Regions from separate parts of the Mus musculus genome. Here region 1 is linked to region 2. Evidence: chromatin contacts called from public HiChIP or PLAC-seq data. All regions are on one chromosome and are shown on one strand. The core of a region is the stretch at or near the end of the contact, and the rest is flanking DNA. Distances in the headings are between cores, read along the strand shown. Region 1 has its middle 39 kb from the start of Gm51783. Region 2 has its middle 3.3 kb from the start of Gm51783.

Region 1 (4,620 bases), core at 1,817-4,316, 42 kb before region 2:
TTGGCCTTCTTTCCCTGGATACTAAGCCTATCGGTTCACAAGCCCTGTTGTGTGAGCACGGATTCATTCTTGTTATTACTGTGTGGCGGCCCATTATACAACCATCCTAGAGTTTATTATCCCATTCTGCTATGGTTGAACAGGTGAGTTGCTTACAGCTTTGTGTTATTAAGAAGAAAGCACCAGGGCTGCAGAGATGGCTCAGAGGTTAAGAGCACTGACTTCTCTTCCAGAGGTCCTGAGTTCAATTCCTAGCAACCACAAGGTGGCTGACAACCATCTGTGATGAGATCTGACGCTCTCTCCTGGGGTGTCTGAAGACAGCTACAGTGTACTTACATGTAATAAATAAATAAACCTTTGGGCTAGAGCAAGTGGGCCTGGAGAGAGAAGAAAAAGTGTCTGAAGACAGCTACAGTGAACTTACATGTAATAAATAAATAAATCTTTCAAAAGAAGAAGAAAGCACCATCAACCTTTGTTGTATATGTGTTTTCTGTTGAGTAGACGACTTCCTCTTCCTCTTCCTCTTCCTCTTCCTCTTCCTCCTCTTCCTCTTCCTCTTCTTCTTCCTCTTCCTCTTCCTCTTCCTCTTCCTCCTTCTCCTCCTCCTCCTTCTTCTTTTTTTCCTCTTGGAAATAGAACCAGGAATGAAATCGCCAGACTGTATGGTGATTTATAATTGACCATTTTCTTGACTTAGTACACTTTACACACCCATCCAACACACATGAGCGAACGTTCCAGTCTGTCCACATTCTCACACTCACTTGGAATTGTCATCCTTTTTTTATGTTCGCCATTCCGTGGGATGTGAAGTGCTGTTCAGCAGAGGGAGACACCGGGGAAGAGCCTCGCCGGCCTCCAGCTCCTCAGTTACCTCCTTACATAAAGCACTCTTTAGTCAAAAAATAGAAGTAGACTACGGATGTTTTAAAGTGTATTTCTCTGGAGCCCAGTGATGCTGACTGGGTACAGCTCTGTATGAACACAGTAGTCACTTAGGATCCATTTCCCAATGAGAGTCACAATGGTTTTAGAAGTCCGTGGGAGGAAATCAACTGCTTTCAGCCTTATTGTCCTCTGCTCTGCCGCTTTATTGTGTTCAATAAATACTTGTGAATTTCCCTGACAAAGTGAGGCTTTCACTCAGTCCCCACTCTATATTCTCCTTAGAGTGCAATCAAATGAACAAGAAATAATGGCACGGCATGCTGTGGCTAGCTCTGGGGTTTCGCCTCATTGAATCCTGGTTTCCCTGAGAACTATTCCAGACTTGGGTTCATCACGTGTGTGTCACGTGATGTGACCCCCTGCGTCTATAAGTTCCATTCACGCACCAGGAGAGCAGCCCAGCACAGAGAGAGGCTTAGAAAGCTCCACTATAGACAGAGAGGACTGGAGAGGATATGCACAGAGTGAAGCAGGAAAGCAGTCAGCGGGCAGTGCAGCAAAGAGACACACGTGGTTCTGGGGTTCCGCTCCTGCTTCCATGGAGCCTCGGCTGCTTTCCTTCCTCACGCCTGTTCTTGGTTCTCTGAAATCCCTCAGAGTCGCCATTTTGAGGGATGCTAATGTGATGGCGCTTTTATTACTCCCTCACACAACTCACTGTGTGAAGGAGCTCTCGAGCTTCCAGGGGTGACCTCCATTCCAAGGCCCCGCCTTCAGGCATACCTTGCAAAATGCTAAATGTTTTACATTAAATTCAGTAAATGATAGGAACGAAATTAAAACTAGGAGAAGACAAAGAGAGAGAGAGAGAAAGAGAGAGAGAGAGAGAGAGAGAGGAAGAAGAAGAAGAAGAAGAAGAAGAAGAAGAAGAAGAAGAAGAAGAAGAAGAAGAAGAAGGAAAGGAAAAGGAAAAGGAAAAGGAAAAGGGAAAGGGAAAAGGAAAAGGAAAAGGAAAAAAAGAGAAAGAAACCATAGGGTCTCAGTTACATTTTTCTTTTCCCTATTGTGGTTCGTTGTTTGTCAACTTAACACAGAAAAGTTATCTGGGAAGAGGAACCTCAATGGAGAAAAAAAAAAAAAAAAAAAGAATGCCTCCATCGAATCTCCTATGAGCCAGTCTTTAGGGCATTTTCTTGATCAGTTTGATAGGAGAGGGCCCAGCCCGCAGGAGGCAGTGCCAACCCTAGGCAGGCAAACCTGGGTTCTATAAGAAAGCAAGCTGAGGCTGGTGAGATGGCTCAGTGGGTAAGAGCACCCGACTGCTCTTCCGAAGGTCTGAAGTTCAAATCCCAGCAACCACATGGTGGCTCACAACCATCTGTAACAAGATCTGACGCCCTCTTCTGGAGTGTCTGAAGACAGCTACAGTGTACTTACATATAATAAATAAATAAATCTTTAAAAAAAAAAAAAAGAAAAGAAAGAAAGCTGAGCAAGTCATGGGAAACAAGCCAGCTAGCAGCATCCCTCCATGGCCTCTGCATCAGCTCCTGCCTCCAGGGTCCAGCAGTGACGGACTTTGATTAAAACATATAAACCAAAGAGATCCTTTCGTCATAGGCAGGTGACTAGAGACACTGTATTTGACCGCGGTGTTTGTCACAGTAATAGAAGGTGGACCAGGACGCCCACTGTGTGCCTTTGCTGCAGTCTTTATCTTCTTTAACTTTCTTTTTCCTCCTTTTTTTCTTGGCTTTGGAAAGCATAGAGTGTCCTCAGAAAAAGAACAGCCATAAAACGGTCTTGCAGCGCGAGTTGATGTTCTCCAAACCCTGGGCTGCTATATTTTTGTTTCCTATGAGAGAGGAGCCCTCTGCAACTATTGACTAAAGAGAAACCGTGCCTTGGTTGAGAGTTTGTCACCTTGTAGAGATAAAGGAATGAACCAGGTCCTCCATGAGCCCAGCCCAGTTGAGAGAGTGAAAGCAAACAAATGGGGGTCACAGCTCTAAATCTTAAGAAACGTGTCTCTTGTACTATTCAACGAGTTTCACAGTCTGGTGGTCTGGCTGTAACCCAGACCTTTGTTTGGAAGATCTCACGGGTCTGTGTACGCAACGTTATCACTATACCACGTGACCGGACCGCCTTCCCCAATGTTACAAAGTGTAAAAAGGCCAGCGGTGAAATCGATCTGAGATTCCAGCCCGAGAAGAGGAGGAAGAGGCAGCTTTGAAAAGCTTATGCTGTGCTCCAACAGAAAGAAAAATCTGGATGAAAGCGCAGACCACAAGCGGCAGCGTGGCCCAGCTTTCTCACATGTATCGTATTTGATTCCCTCGCTTGGTTTTTAATTCCTGCACGTATACACCTCTTTCCGTTGAAAAGATTCTTTCCTGCCTGATGTTAAAGGAAGGTGGGGGAGACCTTGGTGAGTGGGTGTTGCCTCAAGGATGCTTGAGGAAGCCTTGGAAAGTTTTAGTTATGAGAGGCAGGCTTTTAAAGGCTGAAAGTACCACTTATTAAACTCACCCTCTCCATCCCCCCCGCCCCTCCCCCCTGCCCCCTCCCCCCCCCCTCCCCACGCGCACTCGGCCCTGCAACCGGATCCTGTGGTTTCTGCTAGGAAATTCCATCCCATCTTCTGAGAGGCATTATCTTCTTTAAATGAGTAAAGCGAAACAAGAAAAAAAAATCCTTTCTCAGGTACTCCCTTTAATCCTTAACCTACTTAGCCTTGTGTCTTTCAAGTATCAAAGGGAATTAGTGCTGAGGTATGTGAACATGGGTCTGTTGAAAAAGTTACTCTGTATATAAGGAAGGTATTAGCTACAGGCTGAAGTCTTTTTCCTGATGCCAAATGTGTGTGTTAGTTCCCCTAAACAGAATGGAGCCAGAGGCCAGACAGCTTCTTAGTTTAGGGTCCTCAGTGAGATTGTCCCAAAGATACATCCAAATATGCTGCTTAGGACATTACAAAGTGTCAATCAAGCTTTGACATTTCTTAACTTTTGAAATATTTTTCTAAGTAATTTTCAAACTTGGTTGTTTGTTTGTTTGTTTTAATATTACCCTTTCTTTCTGGAAAAGACATGACTGGGTAGCAGCCTGTGTCTAGTATAACCCTTGCCTTCTCTCATCCAGAAAAGTTCAGAGTTAGCATCACATTGCTGGATCAGAAACTAGAGGCCTTCAGTCACTGGTGATAAGACTCTATCCATCACTTATTGGCTCAGCCAACCTTTAGGTCTTTGTTTAAATGTCACTTTTGTAGAAACACAAGATTCTCAACAGGTTTGTGTTATCATATTGTAATAGGTTGACTATGCTTGTCTTTCGCCTCCTACTACCCCCTCCTTCAAATGATCAGACCCCACAGTTTCTCTCCAATGGAGAAAATATTCATCTTCATTAGTCAACACACACTTGTGTAGTCGGTACTTAACACATATCTATTGGTGGGATGCATGCAGTCAGGAGGGACAGACACTTGAATGCCGATGCTCAGCCCACTTGCTTCTTTTCTTTTCTTCTTTAAGATTTATTTATTTTATATGTGTGAGTACATTGGTGCTGTCTTCAGACACACCAGAAGAGGGTATCAGATCTCATTAAAGATGGTTGTGAGCCACCATGTGGTTGCTGGGAATTGAACTCAGGACCTCCGGAAGAGCAGTCAGTGCTCTTAACCACTGAGCCATCTCTCCAGCCCTTTTCTTTTCTTTT
Region 2 (4,838 bases), core at 1,978-4,477:
AAAACCCACTCATACATAAAATTAAAATAAATAAATAAAAATCTAAAAAAAAAACAAAAACACCCTCTTCGATCATCAGATTGGCAGGAACTAGAATCACCTAAAAAACAAACCTATAGCATGTTTGTGAGGGATTTCTAAGTTGGGCTGAGGTGAGAAGACCCGTCCTAATGTAGGCTATGGGCTGGGACCCTTGACTAAACGAAAAGGATTAAGTCACGTGACAGCATTCAAGGCCCTCTACTTCCTGCCTGTGGATGAAATGTGACCGGAAGCCTCTTGCGTCTGCACTGGACCTTCCAACTATGATGGACTCTGAACCCAAACTGAGAGCCAAAGTTAACCCTTTGGAGGACCGTAGTGTCTACAGCTGCTGTTCTCAACCTGTAGCTCGCAACCCACCTGGGTCAAACGACCCTTTCAGAGGATCGCCTTAGACCATCTGCATATCAGATATTTACAACATGATTCATAACAGTAGCAAATTTACAGTTATGAAGTAGCAATGAAAATACTTTTATGGTTGGGGGTCACCCTAGCATGAGGAGCTGTCTCAAAGAGTGGAAGTGTTAGGAAGGTTGAGAACGGTTAGGAAGGGGGATAAAGGAACACAGGACATTGGGGTGTGCCCTTGAAGAGGCCCTGGAGGCACACATTTTTTTTCCAGCCTACTTTTAAAAAGGTTCACCCTCTCCTCTAGTCCACCACCCAGCAGAGGTAGTGAAAGAGAAAAGTTATTGAATATGTGCATCTCAGGTAATGTGCCACATCACTGGAACCCTAACTCAGCCCTGCAGAATTTTCTCTTCCATGCCTTCATTCTCAGCTTCCGAGGTGATGAGACTGGCAGAAACCCTTGGTCATTGGCAAAATCCTGAGCCTTCTTTCCTTCCTAAGACAAGCTGGTCAATCTCATCCACCCTCAATGTTCTTTTTCTTTGTTTTAAGATTTATTTATTCATTTTATGTATATGAGTACACTGTAGATGTACAGATGGTTGTGAGCCTTCATGTAGTTGTTGGGAATTGAGGTTTTAGGACCTCTGCTTGCTCCGGTCAACCCTGGCCCAAAGATTTATTTATTATTATACACAAGTACACTGTAGCTGTCTTCAGATGCACCAGAAGAGGGCATCAGATCTCAGTACGGGTGGTTGTGAGCCACCATGTGGTTGCTGGGATTTGAACTCAGGACCTCTGGAAGAGCAGTCATTGCTTTTACCTGCTGAGCCATCTCTCCAGCCCCACCCTCGATGTTCTACTGAAGTTTTTGCCATCTATTTCTTCTACAGAGGCTATGGGTGTGGCTTTTAACAGCCCCACAGTACAGGCCAAGCAACACCAAATTAAAATGAAGGCTGCTTTCGGTAAAGGACAGGGTCTCACTGTAACACCCTGGGTGACAGGGAACTCACTATGTAGACCAGGCCAGCCTAGATCTTGAAGAGTGTGTCTCCATCATTGAGAGATACTAACTTCTCTTAGAGCTCAATGATGTGGTAAGAAGAAGAATTCTCTCGGGAAACATTTTCTTACTAAAGAAAACAGTGAGAATTGTCTCATCTGAACGCAGAAAGTGAGACATCTCATTGTGAGTGGATATCCTCTGCTAACCCCATCCCCCTGAGGGAGGCAGGACAGCAGTTGGAGGTCGTCGGGCAACAGGACATGAAGTGCCTGGGTGATATTTTTCACACAAGCTGTGAACATGGTAGGCTTGCCAGCATATTGCCAGTAGCAAGTGTCCCTAAGAACCTCCCAAACCAAGGCTGCTGACAGGTCTGGCATCTTATTGGAAGTGGATTTTGTGACTGGCAACATCTGACAGTTGCCAGGTGGTTTGGAACACTGGTATAGTTTCCTGTTGTTCAACTCTAAGATCTCATGGATAGATAGATAGATAGATAGATAGATAGATAGATAGATAGACGGATAGATAGATAGATCTTGAAAACAGAAAGGTAACTCCTATTTCTCCATCAGTAGTGATCAATGTACTGCACAATTGGTTTGGTGCAGAGATTCTGGAGACCCAAGCCTGGGCTTCAGACAAACTCTCTGTCATTGAACGGACTTGTCATTGAAGGGACCTGTCAGTGCCAGCCCTGTACCATGTAAATTACAGTGACTATAAGATTTTTAAAAAATTCTTCTGTTTATAAAGTTTTAAACAAACAACCCCCCACCCTCCTCACTACAGAAAACCAAGAGCGGTTTTCGGAAACACACCAATGGATACAAGAAGAGGCATGCTTGTGTTCATGTTGGCATAGCCTCGGGCTTTGAGCAGGGGGGCCCACACAGCAGGCTGTACAGCTGTTGAAGGGTAGAAATGGGTCGCACAACCTCACCCTGCCATCGTTTTCTGAGCAGACGCTGTCCTCCACCCCACAGTTCGGGCATTCTGTCTTTAATGTGACATCTGCCCCGCTGTGCCACGCTCAGCTCTGCTCATCTTATGCTAAACATACTTCACCCTCTCCATAGGTGACATCACCCTCTCCATGGGTGACATCACTCTCTCCGTGGGTGACATCACCCTCTCCATAACCTGTGACACAGGTAAATTTTATTAGCAGAGAGCAGCTTACTGGTCCAAGGGGAGCATTTTGCTGAGCTGGAAATCTGTTTCAAATAGTCCGGCTTTAGGATATGCGTGCCTAGCTGCACTTAACATCGTTCCTGTTTTCAGTGGAGATCAAGGAAAGGGTCCCAGATAGATCAAACTGGAAATTAGGGCAGAAGCTGGGCAGATCTGGACTGGGGGTGTTTTGCTCCACTGCAGCCTCCCACTGATAACAGGGGAGAATCAGGTGCCCTCCTCCATCCCTGTACTGTGACCTTTCCCATAGCCCACCTGCCAAGTACACCTTACACTTGCTTGTTGTGTTTCTGAGTATTCTCTGGGCACCCTCTCCCACCTCAGGAAGATACAAGCAGCTAAGAGCAGGTTTCTTATCTGTTTGGCTCTCTGAGGTTCCCCAACCATTTAGAGCTGTGCCCCCGGCCCTTCATGTGCTCCTGGTATCTGTTCAATAAATAACACCTTACCACTTGGTAGGTTAGCGGGGATGAAGGTTTTCACATTTGTAACAGAAAGCACAGCGGGTGGGCCATTAGGAGGCTGAAGAAGACCCCACAGAGCATGGAAGGCCTGGAGGCTGTTATCAGTCGGAGTAGGAGGTGCTCTAAATCAACACCCTCCTGGCCCAGGGAGATTATCAAGTAAGTAAGACAATGGGACCAGACAGAAAGGCACCTGGAAATGAGCCAGCAGGAAGTGGGGAGAGAGTGGTTTCTGGTTTCGATTTTCTTTGTCTTCGTGGGTTTGGTGTTTCACTCTAATCCCTTTTGATCCCCTTGGTTAAATCCTATTATTTAGACACTTGATTCTAGTAGAATCTTTTTTTACCAATAAAAAAATCTCTGTGGTGTCTGTGTGTGTGTGTGTGTGTGTGTGTGTGTGTGTGTGTGTGTGTATGTGTGGGTGGGTGTGTGTAGGCCAGAGGTCCACATAGGCCTCTTCTCCACAATTCTTCTTTCTGAGACAAGGGCTCACCATGAGGCCCTGGCTGTCCTGGAACTCACTACATAGAATAGGCTGACTCCAAACTCACAGAGATCTGCCTGCCTCTGTCTATGTGCTAAGATTGAAGGTGTGTACCACCCATCACCATGCCTGGTACTCACTTAATTTTTTTTAAGACAAGGTCTCTCACAGAACCTGGAGGATACTGATTTGGCAAAATCGGCAGGCCAGGAAGGTCATGACCCTTCCTGTCTACCACCAAGGCACTGCGGTGCCAGGCATAGCTTTTTTGTTGTTGTTGTTTTGTTTGTTTGAAACAGGGTTTCTCTTTATAGCCCTGGCTGTCCTGGAACTCACTTTGTAGACCAGGCTGGCCTCAAACTCAGAAATCAGCTTGCCTCTTTCTCCTGAGTGCTGGGATTAAAGGTGTGCATCACCACGCCCGGCCAGGCATAGCTTTTTATGTGCTTGCTACATCCATGGCAGCCATTTTACCAACTGAGCCATAATTGCATAACTTTCGAAGGTTGTAGGAGGTCGGAGTGAAGCTACACTACTTTTACTGTAGCTTGCCATTTCCTATTGAAAGAAAATGAGATTTTGTAACTTGTGATTCATGTAAAAGAGTTGTCTATGAGCCCGCGGCCTGGGGCCGAGAACAAAGCAGAACAGACAGGGCTGTTAAGACATTCCTAAGAACAGCTTGATTGTACAAGCAGGGCTATCTTGTCTGGGTCAACACCACCTGGCCCGAACCTCCCCTCTGTCTACTGCCCCTTGACACTGGGTAAAGTCATACATCAACTGGTTGCTATGTGAACAAGATAAGCCCCCAGCCCACAGGAACAAAGTCCTGATGCCCTTTTGCTAACATGTAATCTTTCTGTTAATGTTTAAATAAGCTAATAGTGTGTCACTATGCTGAATTCCACACCCCTAAGCCCCTTACCCCATAAAAACCCCTAGCTTTCGAGCCTCGTGGCCGACATCCGTTATCTCCTGTGTGAGATACATGTCAGTCCGGAGCTCCGTAATTAAACGTCCTCATGTATTTACATCAAGATGGTGGTCCTTTGTGATTTTTTTGGGTGCACGCCGAATTGGGAATTGGGTAGGGGTTTCCCCACTAGGTCTAACACTATGGATGCTGAACAAGGGATCCCTACTCACAAACTGAGTCAGGAAGACCTGGCTGAGAACTGACTCCCAAGGAGCCCAGACCTCCTGTCTGTAGAAGACCGACCTCAGCAGCTCTCCCCTGCACTCCTTACATTCTATGAGTAGGGCCCTTGTGGCAGGCCTGGGCAGG

What was found. HiChIP or PLAC-seq counts read pairs in DNA pulled down with a chosen protein or histone mark.
Region 1: a contact with region 2 is called in an H3K27ac HiChIP or PLAC-seq map of extraembryonic endoderm stem cells. The contact joins two enhancer-like sites. A contact is called at or near these places in 2 of 15 datasets of contacts at CTCF or cohesin (CD8 T cells and large pre-B cells), 26 of 484 Hi-C or Micro-C datasets (the AtT-20 cell line, B cells, the C2C12 cell line and 14 more), 9 of 115 datasets of contacts at active chromatin or transcription factors (CD8 T cells, Th17 cells, embryonic stem cells and 5 more) and 1 of 9 other capture datasets (embryonic stem cells).

Annotation. Positions count from the first base shown.
Region 1 is chr10:117,492,952-117,497,571 of GRCm38.p6, reverse strand. No RefSeq gene overlaps it. Among named protein-coding and RNA genes, the nearest start is that of Gm51783, 39 kb to the right of the region's middle. Within about 2 kb of position 3,066, at least 49 of the 459 cell types and tissues checked have an H3K27ac peak or open chromatin away from gene starts, as enhancers often do. A contact at or near this core is called in extraembryonic endoderm stem cells, where this site is marked.
Region 2 is chr10:117,450,785-117,455,622 of GRCm38.p6, reverse strand. No RefSeq gene overlaps it. Among named protein-coding and RNA genes, the nearest start is that of Gm51783, 3.3 kb to the left of the region's middle. Within about 2 kb of position 3,227, at least 63 of the 459 cell types and tissues checked have an H3K27ac peak or open chromatin away from gene starts, as enhancers often do. A contact at or near this core is called in extraembryonic endoderm stem cells, where this site is marked.